2 separate regions of the Muntiacus reevesi genome follow, and region 1 is linked to region 2. Evidence: chromatin contacts called from public Hi-C data. All regions are on one chromosome and are shown on one strand. Each heading gives the region's core, a stretch centred on a gene start, on an enhancer-like site or on the middle of the called end of the contact. The rest is flanking DNA. Distances are from core to core; before and after follow the strand shown.

Region 1 (4,413 bases), core at 1,013-3,512, 310 kb after region 2:
AAATGTGTTCTCTTTCTACTCCTATGCGGTGCTTACAAGTCTGGTCCAAACCTAGCTTGTTTATAAATTTTTTTTTCCAGAAGCAATACCATTAAAACATTTTATTCTGATACAGAACAATGGGAGGAGTTAAAAATGACTACAATTTTGTTGCATAGCCCTTAGTCCACAGCACCCCCTTTCCTTACATTTTCTCTACCACCCCCGCTTTGCCCCCAGGAGACCAAAGATAGAGCAGAAGAGTTATGAGGGAACTGGAATGGCTGAGTGGGACTCCAGCAGCAGGCAAGGCTCTTGGGACCAATGCCCCCAGAGGATGTTAGTCTCTTAGCCTAACCAGCTTCAGTTAAACCCCAGAGGGGTTTAGGTACCCTGACTGTTAGAGGTGTGGGGTGCTATGTGACACTGTTACCTCTCCCTGTGGAATATTTGGATTTCGATGGAAGGACAGGTTTCTTGAGCTTCAGCTGCAGGACAGCAACAGCTTATTACGCGTGAGTTGGAGGAGGGAGCAGGTGTGCTGTAAGCCATTTGCTAGACATCTATTTTCAAACTTGTATCTACTCAGGAGCCAGCACCCTAAAGTGAGATTCTAAATTTGCAGTTAGTTTCACCCCCAGAGATTTAAACGTGCACACACATACAAAACATTAGTCTCACAACAGTCTTTTTTCCCCTGGTGACCTCTGATTTCCTCTATAAGCCCCAGAGACATGCCACCATCTTCTCTGATTGTGGTCCTGCTCAACCTCCCCTCTCCCTTTCTCCCTCCCACGGGGCCCATTCCCCAGGAGGATCCAGATTCCAGAGCATTCCCAGAACAGGAAATCAGAGAGGCAGGCAACACATGGTCCTTGGTATATCACACAGTGATAGGCTTGAAATGGAATGCATATGTTTCGAAGATAAGAGAACAACAACAGAAAAACACAACCAAATCCAGACTTCAAGATTCCTCTTTGAAACAACAGATTACAGATAAAAGGTTAAACTGTTATTGGCAGCAATTCTAACAAGACCTGTTTTAGTTATGGAAGTGATCTGGTCACTGAGAACCCACCAGGGCTCCGCAATCTTTGAACAGCTTTGCTCGACATTAATTAGTCTCTGATTTCAAACAAATAAACAAACAAGATCTAACACTTGGCATTAGCATTTAAGCTGGAACTTTGGGGGGGGGGGTGTTCTGGCTTTGGTGTTGCCGTCCAGAAGGCTGAGGGGATGGTGGTACCATGTCAGGCAGGGCAAAGAGACGCCATCCCCAAGACACCAGTTCCCTGTAAGGGATAAAACATGATCCATACCTATAAACAGAAAGACCATTTCTTTCCTAGGATAGACCCCAGTCTGTCCCAACATTTAGCGTTGAAAAGGGACATGCAGGCCTGGAAGGAAATTAAAGAAGCTGTGGAAGAGGGAAGGAAAAATCAACTGTTCCCCATCCCCCATTCTTTCCAGGCCATTAGTGTGCCAGGCATTCCATTCCTTCAGCTGCCCTTGAGGGCCACTCCCCATATATATTGTAGGAAAGGGAACGGGTGTCCAGACTTGGTGTAAAATTAAGAGAGAGGAAGAACCACCCGCGCCCCAAAGCAGAGCGTCATCCTATCACCCCAAACAGCATGGCGGGGACTCGGAGAGGGAGACCCTTTTCTCCCCCCTCTCCCCCACGCCCCTTCTGATTTAAAAAAAAAGAAGAAAAAGCAACTGAAGAGGTGGGGACAGAGTAACAGATCTCTCACAAGCTGGGCCCCCTGCCACGGGTCCCGGGGGCTGAAGACACGGTGGTCGCACCCCCAGCCCCGCGCTCCCCGGTTCTGCCTGCCCCTTCCCGGGAGCTGACAGGCGACCGCTGACCTTGGAGGCCAGAACGAGAACCCAGGAGGCCGGGGACTCGCGCTCGGGCCGGGAAGATAGTACCCCCCTCCCCCGCCCCCCACAAGGCCCGGCCCGGAGACCAAACAGCGCGATCACGTGACACCGGACAGGGGCGGCCCCCAGGGTGCGCGGAAGGAAAACCCCAGAGAGAGACCGGACGACGCCTTAAGGTGACCCCGAAGGGACAACATGGCGGCGCAGTCGCATGAAGGCCTCTCATCCCGCCCCCCGGAGGCCGACGCCACGGTACCTGCGAGCCCCGCCATGGCGCCGCCGCCACCGCTGTCGCCTGCGCTGCCGCGACCCGCTTCCACCTCAGCTCGCCACCGACGCCGCAGGAAGCCGGGGAGCCGCCCCCTTCGTCTTCTAGTCGAGCCGGTCGAGGACCCCTTCTGGAATCGGGCTGCCTACAGCAGACGCCTGATCAAGCGACCTAAACTCTGAGGGCTCGCCCTCGCGTCATACGCTCCTAACATTTGCACAGATGACCATTTGAAGATTTTTATTAGTGTGTGCCGAAATCTGCGGACTCTGGACTCTTCAAATCCGAAGAGTTTTTGATCAGGCGCGTCCTGAACAGCCCCGAATCACAGCTCCCTTGGTCCCCTCATGCATATGCAGTAGATTGTGATCTCTACACTGGGGAGCGGAGGGGGCGTACCCTCGTCTCCGTAGGTGAGCACTTCGACTCTTGGGGGTGACCCGCGTCCTGCGGGGAAACCCTTAAGTCGGCCTCCTCCCCGACCCCTTTACCAAGGCCAGAGGTCAGGAGCGGAAGTAGTCCGGCTCAGAATTTAAGATTTGACTTGGGTCAGGACCTAACTCTTCCCCTGTGCTGTACTTTGCTACTTGCCTTGACTCTTAGCTTCCCCAAGTCTGATTGGATGCCTACATAACAGGGTTGTTCTAGGAATTAAATGACTCAATGTATCCATTTATTAGCTAATTAAACACATTCCTTGAGCACTTACTATGTGTAAGTGCAGTGCTAAAGTCAAGAGGATAGAATGGAGGATGACATAGGCGCTGTTTTAACTCAAAACGCTGCCCCGCTAGTGGGGGGAAGTGGGGGAGGGTGGGAAAACGGTCATCAAATTACTTACATGTGGAATCTAAACTATGACACAAATGAACAAATCTAGAAAGCCGACTCACATAGAGAACAGACTTGTGGTTGGGGGGAGGAGGATGGATTTGGAATCTGGGATTAGCAGATGCAACCTATTATATATAGAATGGATAAATAAGATCCTACTGTATAGCACAGGGAACTGTATTCAGTATTCTTTGATAAACCATAGTGAAAAGGAATGTGAAAAGAAATGTATATATATGTGTATAACGTAGTCACTTTGGTGTACAGCATAAATTACCACAACATTGTAAATCAACTATATGTCAATAAAATAAAAATTTAAAACAGCAAGATGATCACTGTTAATAATTTTAATCAAATCAATATATGATTATGCATGATGGGAAGTGCTGAGGGGGGATGAAGAGTGTTATGAAAAATTAATGGAGACTTATTGTAGGGTGAGGGCTTCTCAGGTGGCTCAGTGCTAAAGAATCTTCCTGCTGATGCAGAAGATGCAAGAGATTCAATCCCTGGGTCAGGAAGATCCCTTGGAGGAGGAAATGGCAACCAGCTTAGGTCTTCTTGCCTGGGAAATCCCGTGGACAGAGGAGCCTGGTGGGCTGCAGTCCATAGGGTTGTGATTGGACACAAAGTGGCAACTAAGCAATAGCAACAAATGTAGGGTGAAGAGTGAGGGTGGGCTCTCCTTGGGGAGCTGGCATTTAGGCTGAAAAACCAAGGATAGTTAAGAGTTGTTCAGGGCAAGACTGAGAGGGGCAATGTTCTAGGAAGAAAGAACCACTTGTCCCAGATGTTGTGGAGGAGGGAAGGAGCCAGTGAGGGTGAGGAATGAGCAAATAGAACAGATAGTGCTACCTAATGAATTTGGATTTTATCTTGAGAATAAAGAGAGCCATTTGCATCATGGGAATCATACCGGGTCTGGGTTTCTGAAAGGCCACCCTGGCTTCATGGCTCAGAAAACACTTTCCAGGGGTTGTGGGGAGACCAGTTAGAAGGCTGCTGAAGGTTTCCTGATGCAAACCTGTGACCCTGGGAAGGTCGTGGCTTGGGGAGGTGGAGATACAAAGAATCTCAGATGGGATGTGGGTGGTTGTTGAGGGATCAGCGATGACACCTCCATCTTTGCCTCGGGTATGCAGGAATGAAAGAGTCCTTGACTAAGGTGGTAAAACCTGCAGAAGTCTCAGATTGAGGGGAAAGATCAAGTTTGGCTAAGAAGGCAGGTTTGAAAAGCCTGGGCAATGGTTGGATTGAGAGGCTCAATAGGCCGTTGTATATGAGACTGGGGCTCCGAAGAGAGGTCTGGGCTGGAGACACATATTTGGTAGCATCGACACACAGCACACACGTCATGGTTTTGGATGACAGCCTAGGAAGCAAATATAAATTTAAAAGTAGGCAGAGGAGGAGGAGGCAAGAAAGGAGGCTGAGAA
Region 2 (4,806 bases), core at 170-2,669:
TGCAGCACACCAGGCTTCCCTGTACATCACCAACTCCTGGAGCTTGCTCAGACTCATGTCCATGAGCCAGTGATGCCATCTAACCATCTCATCCTCTACTGTCTCCTTCTCCTCCTCTCTTCAATCCTTCCCGGCATCAGGGTCTTTTCCAATGAGTCAATTCTTGGCAGCAGGTGGCCAAAGTATTGGAGTTTCAGCTTCAGCATCAGTACTGTCAATGAATATTCAGGACTGATTTCCTTTAGGATGGACTGGTTTGATCTCCTTGCAGTCAGTCCAAGGGGCTCTCAAGAGTCTTCTCCAACACCACAGTTCAAAAACATCAATTCTTCAGTGCTTAGCTTTCTTTGAGAGAGAATCCAACTCTCACATCCATACATGACTACTGGAAAAACCATAGCTTTGAGTAGACAATTTGACTATTTCAAATTTGGCAATTTTTAAAAAGGCACCAGAGATCAAATTGCCAACATCCCAGTAGGACTTTGCTGTTTATTAAAATTCCTGAGAAATTTAACAGTTGACCCTCACAAGCCAGTATGAGGCTTCAGCACACCACTGGTTGTCTTAGTATTGAGTTGGAGGAGTTCTTTATATATTCTAGATCAGTCCTGTCCAATAGAATATTCTGTGACAAGGGAAATGTTCTATATGCTCTATAATTGTGCGCAGTTCAGTATCATCTGCACCAGCCACATGGGGCCACTGAATGTTTGAAATATGGTTAACAAACGACAAACTGAATTTTTAATTTTAATTAAATTCAAGTTAAAATATCCAGATATTTAATGGCTAATATACCATACAATAGCACACTACCAAACAGAGAAAGAACTGACTCTTCCTTGTTTGGAACAGTAGTAGACGGTAATATCCAGGACACTAATGATTGTAAAAGTTATATTGCATTGTGAATACTTTGTGTTCGTAACAGTTAAAAGCAGATTACAGTCAGGCTGTCCCGGTTCACATTTTTAAATTTCCTTCTCTATAAAATGGAAATATTAATAGTACATATATCACAGACTGGGGATGAGGTGTGAATGAAACAAGGTACACGGAGTGCTTAGTACCCTGTCTGGCTATCCCGTAAACGCTCAATAATCTGAGTTACCTAATTAATAAATAAATTCACTTCCATTGGGATTTACATTCTCCTCACACAAACATACGCAGATGAGTTAAAAAGTCACTTATGGGTCAGTTACTAACAACCGAAACAATCTTCAGTGTAAGCTGCCATAATTTTCTTATAAAAACAAAACAAACCCGCAAACGGCTCAAATGTTGCTGGCCCTTTTCCACCGGGCCCTTCCCATTCCTTTAAAATCGGCCGGGTTGCAGAGAGACGACTGAGTGACAGTGCGATCGGCCAATCACAGGAGGCCCCGTCTCGGGCCCACCCCGAGGCCTCGTCCAACCGCCGGCCGGTAGCTTCCGGAATGGGACCGTTGCGAGGAGGTCGGTTCCAAGTGGGCCGGGGCGCGGGGGGTGGAAGCGGCCCAGTACGCGAGGGCAGTGGCGCAGTGCGCGCTCAGCACCGTGCGGCTGGTGAGCGCCTCCCGGCCCAGCGGAACTGCGGGGACTGACCTGTGCCTGGAGCCCATCCCAGCACACGGGGTCTGCCGCGAGTTCCTGGCGTCCCCTCTGGCGCCCTCTTGGAGCCACCTTCCCGAGCGGAAGTCCGCCTGCGGCTCGGGCCGTGGTGGGACCTGCTGGGAGGAATGGCGCTGCCGGGTGAGGCGTTGCGCAGGGCTCGACAACGGGGTCCCGCGGCCCACGTGTCTTGGCGAGTGGGCTGTCGCCCGCGGGAGGCTAGTGCTCGCCATTCGAGGGCCAGCCAGGAGGGGTCCTCTTCCCCTGCGGGGCAGGGGCATGAGCTCGGGCTCTTTGGGGGTCCGGCGTCTGACGGGGGGCTGGCCAACGGTTGGGACTGCGGGCGAGTGGAGGAGAGGGTGGAGGTGGGTGCGGCGCGGGCTACGGGTCCCCCCTAGACTCAGTTGGGGGCCGCAGCCGCGGAGAACCCGCGGTCTGGCTTCACCCATTCATTTGACTCTCGCGGGCTTCCGGGCCAGGTGGCCTAAGAGTGAGCTTTTGGCTAAATCGCCCTTCTTTGGACCGTAGTTTCCTCTTCAGTGAAAGGGGTGAGAAAATCACACCTCCTTGAGAGTTTACGAGCGTGAGTTCTGAAGTTAGGATGTCTCCGGGTACAAACTTGCAGTCTGCCACGTTTTCGTAAAGTGACCCTGTGCAAGTAACTTGACTCCTCTGCCCCTCAGTTTCTCATTTGTTAAATGGTTAGTCTCGTAAATTACGATGGGAGTTGAATGAGACCGTCTCCCTTCATAGTGTAGAACAGTGCGCGGCAATCCGTAAGTACTCATTAAACTGAACTATATTGCCGGGTATTGAGAGGACACTGTGCAGGATGCAACCTCGTGTAGTCTCACAGCAACTTGGGAAATGTGTACAATTATTTCCACTTAACAGAGGGAATCTCAGGGAAGAGATTCTTGCCCAGATAACTTGCCCAAGGTAACAATGAATAAATCTGTGGGCTCACTGCTCCATTAATTGACAGATTGAGGATAATAGAGTTCCTGCAGTTGGATTCTCAACTAGTTAACCTGTCTTAGGGCAGGTAACTATTTCTGTGATTCAGTATCTTGGTCTGTAAAGTGCACAGACTTGGGTATTGTGAGGATTTAATGACTAAATGCACACAGAGTACTTTAGCATAGTGTGGGCATACCCAGCTCATGTTACGTGCTCAGATTACAGCCCCCAAAGTTGTATGGTTAATATCGTTGATATGAGGTAGGAAGATCAGGATACTGGCACAAATGCTATGTTAGAGGAACTTACAGTCTAACTGGGAAAATGCTGGTCATAGCTACTAGATCTTAATGTACTGAGTACATGCACGTATTCAAGGCACTGGGAATTCAGCATTAGTATCTGGATCCCTCTTTTACTTCTTTACACTCATCAGCAATGCTAATGGAGTTCTAACCAGTTGGTCCCCTGGTTTAGACCACCACCATCTTTTTTCTTGAGGTATGACTGTGGTTTCCTGACAGGTGTCTCTTTCTATCCTTGCTCCTCTAATCTCAGCACAGTATTGTTTCTTCTCAACACAAAGTTCCTGTTAAAATGTAAGTCAGATCACTCCTCTGCTTAAAATTTTCTCACTTAATAAAAGCCAGAGTGCCCATAGGGTCGTCCGGGTTTGACTTCTGCTGTGTCTGTCACCTTGTCCTGCTTCTCACCCCTTGCTTAATCCTCTCCAGCCATGTTGTCCTCCTTGCTGGTGCAGAAAGCCCTGTCTGCATTCCAGATTCAGGGTCTTTGTATTTGCTTTTCTTCTTGGGATAGTTTTCCTCCAGATATCTTCATGACTTGCTCCTTCTTTTCCCTCAGGTTTATACATAATATCTCTATTTCTTAGTTAGGCCTTCCAAGGCTGCCATGTTTAAAGTTGTAGCTCTTCCCAGATATCCCTTACATTCTGTATTTTTCTCCATCACCTTCTAAGGTGATGAATAATGTTTCTTAGTTATTTTGTGTCATGTCTTTTCCCACTAGAGTGTAAGTTCCATGAGATTAGGGGTTTTTGTTCCATTTCATGTTGCATTAACACCAAAAATAGTTTTTGGTACATAGTAGTTATTCAGAAACATTTGATGAATGATGATTCACATTCCAGATCTCTTTCTAGTTTTTTTAAAGAGCTTTCACATTCTTTAGGTTATTTAATACACACAAGGGCTTAAGTAGCACAAACACTCATATCCCTAATGTAGGCATCCCTTCATCAACATTCTCCCAAAAATAGTGGAGTGAGAACTCTTTAGATGGACCTGGGTTTGAGTCCAAGATTAGCTGTGTCTAGGCTGTTCTGGTTGTCTTTCTTATTTGTAAAATACCTTTCTTAAAGGGTTCTAGTTCAAACTGAAGTAGATGATATAGGCAAAGGAGCATTAATTATAAATGTTAAACTTGTGATTACTGTTACTTGGAAGGTAGACTGTTCATGAAGCTGCCCATTTGAAAGGATTTTATTCCAATGAAAAGTAGAAATATTTGACTCCTGACATTTCCCTCTGTCCCCTGCGGCATAATAGATGAGGACTGATTTTTTTTTCCCATTTATTCAGCAGATATTAATTCAGTACTACCATGTGCAAGGCTTGGAAATACTGGGATGAATAAAAGCAACAGTCTCTGTCCTTGTGGAGCTTATAGTTTAGCAGAGAAATCAGACATTACTAAATTTAGTTGTAAAAAATACTGCATATTGCCCTTTCCAGTGCCCTTTTAAGGCTGACGCAGTGCCTTAAGAGGCTAACACAGGAGGGTAAAGAAAGTCTCCATAAAACCCAGAGAAGAAATTTTAGAACTCCTCTCTGGATCCTGTCTGGAGTCACAACTGAACCGGAAGATTTTAAGTCTTAGCACTTACTAGTATGTGTATAGTTAATACCAAAGTCATTAAATTTAAACTTGACCTTCAGTTTGAAAAAAAAAAATACTGCATAGAATTGCAAGTTGCTCTGAATGGATATAGAAACAACAACAATAATGTAAAAGAAGGAGTAGCTAGCATTTATGTAACCCTTATTTATATACATGCCACTAATTAAGATTTTCTGACATAATGCATGTAATTCTAACAACCCCGAGGTTGACACTGGTATTATCCCGCTTGAGGAAACTGAGGCACAGACTGGTTACATTGTAACTGCCATGGCCACCTGGCTAAGAAGTGACAGAGCTGAGATTTAAACCTGGCCCCAGACATCTTGT

Evidence for each region. Hi-C and Micro-C count contacts between places; a contact is called where the count stands out from the background.
Region 1: a contact with region 2 is called in a Hi-C map of muscle, with 4 times the contacts expected there. The contact joins the promoter of BLCAP here to the promoter of RPN2 in region 2. A contact is called at or near these places in 2 of 3 Hi-C or Micro-C datasets (blood and muscle).

The regions. Positions count from the first base shown.
Region 1 is chr2:64,735,204-64,739,616 of mMunRee1.1, forward strand. It overlaps BLCAP (BLCAP apoptosis inducing factor), which reads right to left and starts at 2,263. Exons shown (of 2, transcript XM_065921978.1): 1 at 2,129-2,263. It overlaps LOC136159581 (a long non-coding RNA gene), which reads right to left and starts at 1,874. Exons shown (of 3, transcript XR_010661481.1): 1 at 1-1,874. It overlaps LOC136159580 (a long non-coding RNA gene), which reads left to right and starts at 2,079. Exons shown (of 3, transcript XR_010661480.1): 1 at 2,079-2,553.
Region 2 is chr2:64,421,199-64,426,004 of mMunRee1.1, forward strand. It overlaps RPN2 (ribophorin II), which reads left to right and starts at 1,420. Exons shown (of 17, transcript XM_065921967.1): 1 at 1,420-1,461. The coding sequence starts at 1,443. It overlaps MROH8 (maestro heat like repeat family member 8), which reads right to left and starts at 1,877. Exons shown (of 12, transcript XM_065921969.1): 1 at 1,591-1,877. The coding sequence starts at 1,877. LOC136162307 (small nucleolar RNA SNORA26) reads left to right here and starts at 4,310; the gene lies at 4,310-4,431.